Linked DNA regions of Gasterosteus aculeatus: region 2 is linked to region 1. A link is a contact called in public Hi-C data. All regions are on one chromosome and are shown on one strand. Each heading gives the region's core, a stretch centred on a gene start, on an enhancer-like site or on the middle of the called end of the contact. The rest is flanking DNA. Distances are from core to core; before and after follow the strand shown.

Evidence for each region. Hi-C and Micro-C count contacts between places; a contact is called where the count stands out from the background.
Region 2: a contact with region 1 is called in a Hi-C map of skeletal muscle, with 5 times the contacts expected there. The contact joins two enhancer-like sites. A contact is called at or near these places in 4 of 6 Hi-C or Micro-C datasets (liver, skeletal muscle and whole body).

Annotation. Positions count from the first base shown.
Region 1 is chr15:12,051,118-12,055,841 of fGasAcu3.hap1.1, reverse strand. The region is part of intron 1 of plekhh1 (pleckstrin homology domain containing, family H (with MyTH4 domain) member 1); the gene reads right to left. Among protein-coding and RNA genes, the nearest start is that of plekhh1, 23 kb to the right of the region's middle. Within about 2 kb of position 1,926, at least 5 of the 9 cell types and tissues checked have open chromatin away from gene starts, as enhancers often do.
Region 2 is chr15:11,955,672-11,961,039 of fGasAcu3.hap1.1, reverse strand. It overlaps tmem229b (transmembrane protein 229B), which reads right to left. Exons shown (of 4, transcript XM_078089672.1): 4 at 3,804-5,368. Among protein-coding and RNA genes, the nearest start is that of tmem229b, 9.6 kb to the right of the region's middle. Within about 2 kb of position 2,894, at least 5 of the 9 cell types and tissues checked have open chromatin away from gene starts, as enhancers often do.

The sequences.
Region 1 (4,724 bases), core at 677-3,176:
GAAGAGGAGTTGTTTCAGGTCAGTGGAAGACAAACAGACATCTGGACGCAGATGTTCTGACCACTACAAACATTCTGAGTAACAACAAAAAACACCTACAAATGATCGCAAACTCACATCATAACCCGAGTGTTAAAATATCTGAGAGATCTTCACGGGGGGCACAAGGGGGTCCCCTCATATAATCCTTGAGTTAAAGTTAAAGTATTTTTTGATTGAGCAGCCATCATCACGAGAGACGAGGCCGAGATGAATCAATTCGATGACCACGAGGAACAACAGGATCTACACAACACCTCATGATTCATCTCATGACCCACAACGACAGCTCCACCAACGTGTTCGAACCTCGACGTGACTCGCTGCAGAGCTCACTGTTCAAAGAGAGACGAGGTCGATGAAGGTGCGTCGGACCAGATTATCTTCATGTCGCTCCGTTTCTGAACGGCAGCTGCTCTTTAGGCTCCTGCGAGCTGGTTTTAACCGGGTCTGTGTCGCAAAGTTGTACGTTTTCTGTGGTTACCGGATTTATATATTTCGCCATCATTATGGAATATGTCTTGGCTGCAAAGAAAATATGCATATCCCCAAATGTGAAGAGTGCAGTTAGTCTGTGATTTGTATCCAAGCCAGTGAGATGGAGGGAAAGCGAGGCCTCCCTGCGGAGCGACTGCAGCACCGCTCGTGTCCGCGAGGTGGCACTTGTGCTCCGCTGGTTGACGGCTCTTTAAAAACCAACTGTGGAACCAAATGGGTTTTCTGCCCGGGGCGCATGATCTCCACCACCGGCAATCACGGAGACAAACGCCAAAGCAAACAACGAACCACTGTTTGCTTTTTCTCTGCTACAACAAAGTAGAAATGTGGCAGAAACAACTCATTTTCTCTCTGTTTTTTTCTTCTTCTCTCGCACAGACGGACCACACGTACTTCACGTAACACATCTAACATGCACGCGCGAGCATAGACTGAGCATCACGTGATTTATATTCTTTCCTATACTTAGGATCGTATTTCTCTGTCAGCAGAGCCGAGGCGATTTTTTTCTTGGAAACGATGAAACACCTGTAGGTCTGGAAGGGCAGAATGTGGGTGTTGTTGGTGTTGTTCTCTTGACTCCGCATTGAGCTTCTGTTTCCCTCCCGCGGGACGCCCGGCGAGCGTTTGCGACGTGCCGGGGGCCACGGGGACGAGAGCGGGAAACACAGAGGAGGCCACAAGCCAACCCGCTTCAGAAAACAAGTAGCAGAAAACACTCCTCTTCCCAGTTTAAAACTCAAGGTCGATGCTTAGAAACGATCCCTTTGATGTGGCAATTCTCTTTTTCAAACTTAAAACATCTGATATGAAATGTATTTGATTTGTTGCTACAATCGGCAGCGTTTTAGCTTAGCTTAGCATGCAGACTGGAATCGGGAGGAAACGAGCAGATTAAACACACGCAATGTGTAAGTGTTGATTCCCGTGAACTGGCTAACGCGTCAGCAAACAGTTTCTTTTTCATGAATATAATTTGGATCGGTTTCCAGCTTTGTTTTTGGTGCTACATGAGTGAAACATAAAAGAGAAAAAAGTTCAGAAGTGTTTATCCTCCAGTCCAACACTGTTCTGCTTTGGAGGTTTGATGAGCAGAGGGAGGGACGGCGTGACTCAGAGCGGGGAGTGAAAATAAATACCCCGGTGAAGACAGTTAGACGAGCCTTTCATAGCTCATTTCATTTACCGACATAAACCGCATTACTGACTGGTTCCGGGGGGGGAGGGGAGGGGAGGGGGGCCTGCAGCGCGTCCGTTCTTCTGCGTTAACGTGTTTATGTGCGTGTTCCCCTGAAGAAAGAAGCGGGACGAGTTGTGTGGTAACGCCTCCGTTGGGCCGCTCTAACCTCCCCTCTCTCCCTCTTTCCTTCTCTCCTCTCCTCCCACTGAGTGAGAGAGTAAGTGGGCTCAGGTTGTAATTACAGTAATGACTGATTTTGCTCTACCTTTCCGCCCCTGTAACGTGTTCTCTCCCCCCCCCCCCCCCCCCTTTCAGCCCTCCCTGTTCCGCTGGATGTGGTTTGGCTGCTCGATGCCTCTTTGTTTTCGGTAAGGAGATCCCCCTGTTTATGAGGAGGTGGGTGTCCCAGCGCTTCGCCCACCTCATCTTTGATCTGCTCCTTCTGCTCCTCTTACCTTGAGTGTGCGCACGAACACCGATGAGCCTTCGAAATAAAGAAAAACAGCACTGCCCGTCTTCACGTGTTAACGTTTGCTGGTTGCGATGTGATGGGATGTTTCGGTGGCTCTTTGCACGATTGATCACACGAGGGTTATTGGCACATTCAGACTTCTCTTTCATTTAGACCCAATCTTGGTCCCATAGAAATGCATCAACGAGCACCGCAGTGTTTTAATATCTTTTTTATATCTCCAAATGAATGAAAGTGTCGGCCTTTCACTGCGAGTTGGAGGCCTATTCAGTGGAGGTGAATCATTTGGTTCTGTTTTTTCTCTCCCTTGTTATTGTACCTCCTCAGTGTATTTACACCATGTGTGTCCCTTTGTGTCGTGTTTGGGTTGTGTGTGATGTTGCTGTGATCTGGTTCCTGCTTGCTGACAAGCATTTTGTATTTTTAGTTATTAAAAGTTACTTTGTTTTGAGCTCGAGTCCTTGCTAAAGTATAAAAGGTGATAATATGTCAACGTGGTGTTTGCAGCTTATTGTGCAGCCCCATTATTCCACTCTGTCCCGGTCAACATGTTCAGTGTCTCCTTGTTCCAGCACCTCATTTAAGCTTTATAATGTTCAGTGAAATGTCCAGAACGAATCTCTGCATCGATCAATCAAATAACCATATCCATATGTATGTCTCATTTAATTAACATTAACCCACATTTCTGCCTGCTATATGTGGCCTTGAATTGGCTGCACAGTTTGTCTCTTTGATTTCACACAGGATAACTGAACTCATAATGTTACGTGATATATTCAACTGATTCAGCATATTAAAACTTTGCTATTAGCAAAAATAACATTTCACTTGGGGAAGTAAAACTACACATGTAGCAGGCTTGTACAACCAACGCAATCAAAACTTCCCCTATAAGCTCAGTTGAAGACTTTTAAAAGAAGAAGGAAGAGAAAAATTGCACCACTATAGAGAGAAAAACAAATTGTCGGCAGAATAAAATAACGGACTGGGTGTTAGCAACATCAGGGAACATCTGTCGCACCCAAGTAAATCACGCAGGCCTTTATTTTTCCCACATCCTCTCTCCCTGATTGTAAAATCCAAAACACGTGCCAGAGGAGTCCAAATCAAGCGAGCGGGCCTGAGGATTTAATGCTTTGCACCTATCTCTCGTCTGCCCTTTGGCCCTCACACCTCCTGCCTCTCCGGGTCACAGCTGGGCCGCACGGACGGCCGCGTTGAGCGTTACCTGTCAGACAAAGCGAGCTGCCAAGATTCTCCCGAGCTCTGCTGAGATCAGGAGCTGAGAGCCCTTCTGCTCCACAAAACCCTCCTTAACCAACCCCCCCCCCCCAGCAGAAACAGCAGAGGAGTGGGAGGGAAAGATGATACGAAAGCCAGAACCGCTGACCCCTGCTTCCACAGGCGGTTCACAGAGAGTTGAGTCAGAGGTGCAGGGCAGCCGGTTAATTCCTCTCTTCCTCAGTGGGCTCCAGTGTTCATGCTCGCGTACGGTATTGTCCTCCATGATTACAGCACCAGTGGAGATCCTGTTTGAATCTGAGGGACTCTTGGATGCTCCGAGGCCTTGTATGCTGGCGCTTCAGGGCACCTAGACGAGGGATGGGCCTCTGTTCGATGTCTGCAAGGGGGAACCGTCACGTTTGTGTCATAGACTGTAAATACAAAGTGGACCACGTCGGTCACCGGTTAGTGGACTGCGATTTTGAAGCATTGAGTTGGTCCGAAGTGACAAGTGATGCTTGGAGGTACTTGGCTTTGGCTTGGTTGTTTGAACAACCTTGTTAAATGTCTGTTTTCTGGAAACATATGAGGCCGTGATTGACAACTTTGTTAGAAAAGCCTCAGCTCTCATTGGTTGTTTTCTCTCGGCTCTGTGAAATCTTTCAAATACCATTAGGAGCACTTAAAGGAGGCAGAGGAAGCAGGTTATCTTGATCTAAGTGTAGTTTTAAACTGGCAGCGGAGGTAGAAACAGCCCCGTCATGACGGACGCGATGGGGCTGCTGTTGTGTTAAACGCCACGTCAGCATTATGGCCGCTGTGACCTTTATTTCAGGGTACAAAAGCAAAGATGGTGTTTAGTGGTGGATCTTCATTTCTGGAGTATTGCAGAATCTCTAAATACACATCGGCAGAATGGGTGACACTGACACGCTAGTGATCTAGTACTGTGCTACCACAATATTTTTTTATTGTATATTTTTATAAACTTAAAAAAAACGTATTTAAAGTAAACTAAACTAATCATACAAAGTAAGCATACAATATAAACAATAGGATATCCTTACTTTACCTGTAAGGGCAAGATCCTAAATCACAGTATATTTCATTAGACCGTCTCTGCTTCTTTAAACCCCATTTTTTTCTAACTCCTGTTTTTCAAAAGTCTCTGATTGTGGAAGTCACATCTTGGGGCTGTTTTGTTCCGTTTTCTTCAGTAGGTTCTTCTCTCAGCACAGCAATGCATGTATAGAGCTTCATGCAGCGATGTGAAACAGTCTGGAGTGAGGTCATTGTGCTCTGAGTTCG
Region 2 (5,368 bases), core at 1,645-4,144, 96 kb after region 1:
GCATCAGCCACGTCGGATAGATGAGACACTCTGATCGTTGCCCAAAAAACCTGCATCTGAGAAAGTGCCAAACGTGTAATAGCTACATTGTGGCACGTTGTATTCGAAAGCGTGACAATACAACGTTTCGTTTGCAACCGGGTCACGTGACTATCAACTTTCCCTCAGCTAAGAAAAAGAAAATGCCGGACTGTCGGTCTATTATCTGTGAAAAACACAATATTCTAAGAAAGCAGAATCAGCATTTGTATGCATTTTGATGGCCTTTCTAGCGAGAAGTATGCCTTATATTTTCATAATCTTCTATCAGAGAATGTAGAAGACCTTTCGTTTATTAGTTTCTAGTGACGTAGTTGCAAGGAAATGTAAAAGAACGGGCCGAAATGAAACCTAGTATTGTCACGATTTTGGGGAGAAAGCGTGAGAATACCACGTTCCACAACGTAGCTGTTACAGGTTTTGCTGTGAGACCGGGTTGAACGGAAAGGAGGCCGGACCTGAGCCCTCTGAGGGAGAGGACGGAAACATGCTGAATGGGCCCAGAGTCCAGGAGAGACGCAGGTTCATCCCTCCGACCCGCGGGACGAGCAGCAGCACATCGATGCCACTAACTGCGCTTCATTGTCTCCGCTGCAAGCAGCTATTACTGTAATTCACGCTCTGCCGCGTTCTAAACAAAAGACCAATCAGAGGTAAGGGGTATTTGCCTATTATCTGTGGCACTGGAATTAACAGGATGTTAGAACTTCATATTTACAGTGCAAATAAGGAATATGCAAAACAGTGAGCACAGAAATGGGCAGGGCGGAGGAGCGCTTGTTTTGTTTTTTGGCAGGTTCTACATATTGACATCAGGCGTCGATCCGTTGGTCTTGGCTGCAGCACGATCAGGAAAGCACTTATTGCCAGAACTCTAAAGTGATATTGTAAGAAAAAAAAGAAGGAAAGAAAAAGGAGCTGGTGGATCCTTTCACGACTTTAGAATTTGACTAAAAATTTGTATTCAATTACACCTCATCAAAACACTTTCAAACGATTACTCCGGAAACAAAATACAGGAGAAGCAACATTTGAAAGGGCCGCTCCTTCTGGTTATGCAAATCCTCGCCGGAGATAAGCCGTGACCGTTGGCTAAACGGGGCTACAGCTGGTCGCAGGTACAAACTGTCCACATTTAAGAAGCGGGGGCGCGACCCTGCTGCCTGTTGTTGTGGTTCAACCGAGGAGGCCTGACCCGATGACATGTGTGATTTCACCAACTGGCGCACTGAGAGGCATCAAGAATGTGGACGGTTTCCACTCGGGATCGGTCTCATTTCACGTGATGCAAAGCAGGGAGAGGAAAGCTCAAAGTTACCTCAGGGAAATCACCTGGCCAGAAAAAAGGCACAAAACCATTTGTGTGACGGATTTATTTCTGTTTTCTCGGAAGACCTGAGTTCGCTTCCCTGGCGTTTGAGATCCGTTTAAGCACGTCAGGATACAGTGCGTCACATGAAAAGGACTCACCAGCCAAATAAAAAGTGAAGCTCATCACCCTGCTTGGGTTCGGTCTGTCTGTCATTTATCTGGTGTCTCTGTCAAAACAAAAGGCATCAAGCACAATCTCTAAAAAAAATCAATAACATGGGGTGAACTAGATTTAGGATTTGAACGACCCCCCTAAAGTAAAACATTTGAGACACATGAAAACATTTACAAGTGACGTCAAACCACATTTACTCATTCTCCCTCATTCAAACGTCCCGAAACTTAAATGAATATTTATTTGACTTAAAGTTGAACTACTGGAAACAAGATGTCTCCAGTGTTCTCATCACGATGCTGCACTTCGCTCACTGGTCCAGCTGGATTCTTATTCAACGCCCCGAATCGTCTGGTACATACGTGTTTTAAACTTTCCACCTTCTGCAGATAAATGTGAGCACCTTACCGTCAAACTCGGAAAATGGAGCATTCCGCAGAAAGTCAAACATGGCAGTGACGCAGCCAAAGCAAAAATGCCATTTCGAATGGAAGGGGATTTTACTTCAGCTCATGGAGGAAAAAGATTGTTTATATTATATCATTCTAACGCTGGCTAGCTTGATGAGTGGGCCTGGTACGGATTTACGGAAAATAAGTGAGACAAATGAGCAACTCCATTGTGGAAAAGTACTTTTGCCAAAAGTGGATTTCTGTGGGTTGAACTTTTTCATCATCAGGGAACCAAATTAATGATGATGAAGATGCGCTAGGCCTCACCAGAGGAGTGCCAACACATTACGGCTTGTGGCAAAGAGAAAGAATAGCGCGCGATCAACGAGCCACCTGCCCTCCCTGCTGGTTCCTGACTGGAGTTTTCCAGAAGGATCTGAGCAAAAAAAAAAAAAACGACTCAAAAGCCGCGAACGTATGAATGTGTTTGGACAAAAGGTCCCGGAGCTCTCGCTCATTCACAAGTCAAGCAACACCCACCCCCACCTCAATGGAGCGCTCGCTCTCCCCGCTGTGCAAATTAAAATGTTGCCCTGATCTGACGGAACAGCTCAGTTTGTCGGGTCGCCGTCCAAACCTCTACAGAACACCTTCCGCGACCTCCCCGACGCTCAACAAACGCACATCGTTCCCCCACACCTGCACACTTCAGTTCTACTGAGGAAATAGTGATAGAAGCTCATTCTGTTGCCATTTTAAGGAAAATGTAGACGTGAGACTGTGAGAAATGAGGTCTGACGAGAAAGGCCCGGCACATGACATCATGCAGAGGACACACTTGCTAAACAGGCCCTTGAATCTGCCCCCAGGGGGGGGGTAGACGCAGATTACAGGTTGAGAATCTCCATACTTGGAGCGTGAGGGACTCGACTGGAGGAGGTGCGACGAAGACGCGGTGCCAGATGGGGCGGTGCTGCAGCAGTTTCACGCTATCAGTGCAGCGGAGTGTTTGAAGTGGACACTCCCTCATACAGGCGGGTAGGCCGGGATTCCGCGGCGGCCCGGAGCTGCACGGGACTCAAGCCAAGCAAATTATTCGCCACGACCTGTCAATAACTCAGATTCTCCCTACCTGACGAAAGGTGTGGCCACAAGTCAGGTGGGTGGTTGTTTTTTTCCCTCGAGGCCACGACGGCAAACAAGTGGAAACCTGCCGACGAAGCATTATTTGAAATAAATGAGTTGCTTTATTTTTTTTATTGTGTCCAGGCTATATAATGCTGTCATAAAAGCACGGCGCTTCAAAGAGGGGAAAACTATACATTGACTCAAGTGAGAGGGCACGTTGGTTCACGTGAAACCGTACACGTGGTCGACATAACAAATGATACTTTAAACTAATCTTTGTCTCAGCTTAGCCGTAAAAACAGCGTATGAAATAAATCTGAACATGTAGACCGATGACTCAGGATCAACGTGTGTCCCCGTGCTGTGTGAACACGGGTACTTTGTCTTTTCTGGTGAAAAGGCGCCATCATGTGGCCAATTTAAAGACCTGCAGCTTTAGATGTGACTGCGAATTTGTATCTGTGTGAATTGCAAAGATGATGAAGTTGTAGTTCAAAATGTTCTGAAATATTAATGCAAAAACATGTCAAGCAACATATGTCGTCATTATACAGTGTGACTTCGTGTCCTTCCTTAGTGATGCAACTGGCTTTGGGACTTTCATGGGAAACCTAATAAATGTGGGACGAGAGCTGAAATGTGTCTCAACACACACTGAACCCACTCATCTAAAACTCCTCCATTCACACATTTCCCCCCAAAAATAACCAAATGTATATTGCATGTTCATTGTGAGTTGTCTAATCATAGACATCAGATTTTCAGAATATAGTTTATTTGATTGTTAAAGAGAAGAGAGATGTTAACCTTGAGCTCGAGCCAATCATTGCTGGGTCAGAAGCCTCTATTGCTTTCAAGCCAGGTGATTCATGTGTGAAATAAATCCAGACAGTTTAAAAAAACATGCAAACATATCTGCCTGCTTTTGATCCTAAAAAAAATCTTGAACTTTGTGTGTCTTATTTGTCGTCCAAGCTCCATAAAACGTTGGTTTTCACAATGCAGTTTCCAAAGTATCCTCTGGATGGCAGCATTTTATCAATCGTGTCGAACAGCTCTCTGCAAATCCATCCTCCGGACATGCAGGAGACACAGTGAGGTGGAAACACTGCGTGTTGGCTCACCGATGATGATGATGATGATGATGACGGTCACTCCCTCGCGTAGCCCAGTAGCGTTTGGGGGGGTTGCATAACTTGCATAAAAGCTGAGCAACAAGTCAGCCCAGAATATCGTGTTTGAGGAATTAACGGTGGTCCTGAGGAGTCAGTCCATGTTTCCATTTCATGTATCAAAGTCAATCCTTTGGTACCTCGCAATCGCTGATGGACGTGTCCAATAATGAAAACATGAATCAGCCCCATGTAAAGTGAACGTGAGTAGGAGGAAGAGTAACAACCCCAAAGGAAACGAGCAGTTTGCTCGGTTATTATTCACAGAAGAAACAAAAACACATTTTGTGACTCACAAATAATCTGTTATGAAAGATGAGCATTGATTCTTTTCATTATTGATTCTGGTGCATATTTCCTTCACATACAAACTAACTGACAATTCTGAAAAACACTTCATTTGTTCTTAATGGATGGATTTTCAAATCAAGAAGTCTGGCATGACGACTAAACAAAGGGGAGAACATTGTCTCACGAGAAAGTTGCATCATTATTAAACTTCGGCAAATCTGAGACAACATTACGGCACACAAAAGAAAAAGAATAAACCTATTCTGAAAAACACAATAAATCATCATGCTGATGCTTACGACTCCTAATCAGAGAAGAGCCACTGCTTTTATGGCGAATGGACTGCATCCAGGTATCACCTTCACAATCACTCTGACGTTAGAGTGCGCACACACCCAGACACACACACCATGCGAGGCCGACCACCGGCTCAGTAGTTTGGAGTGTTGCTCAAGGACACTTCAGCATGCTGTGAGGAGGACGCAACCCAGGAACCGACCACAATAACCAGTAGACCGGCTCTACTGCCTGAGAAACCATTTACACACACACACACACACACACACACACACACACACACACACAGTGTGACTTCTGACTGAGCTTTGTAAAAATTCTATATAATATTGGAAGACAACGTTTTTCATGCATTATTTTTGCAGGCATCGTGGGTGTTCACTACAAACAATCGTGGTGATGAAGGCTGACATGCAAAGCCTGAGCGTGGACGGTATGTTAGAGCGTTTTGTGGCTACTTTACTACAGTACTTTGAATAATAATAAAGGACAATATGTTCCTTTTTAACAGGGCGTGTTGCATCAACTTTCCTCTTAGGATTCTATGCAGCAAGCGTTCTGCT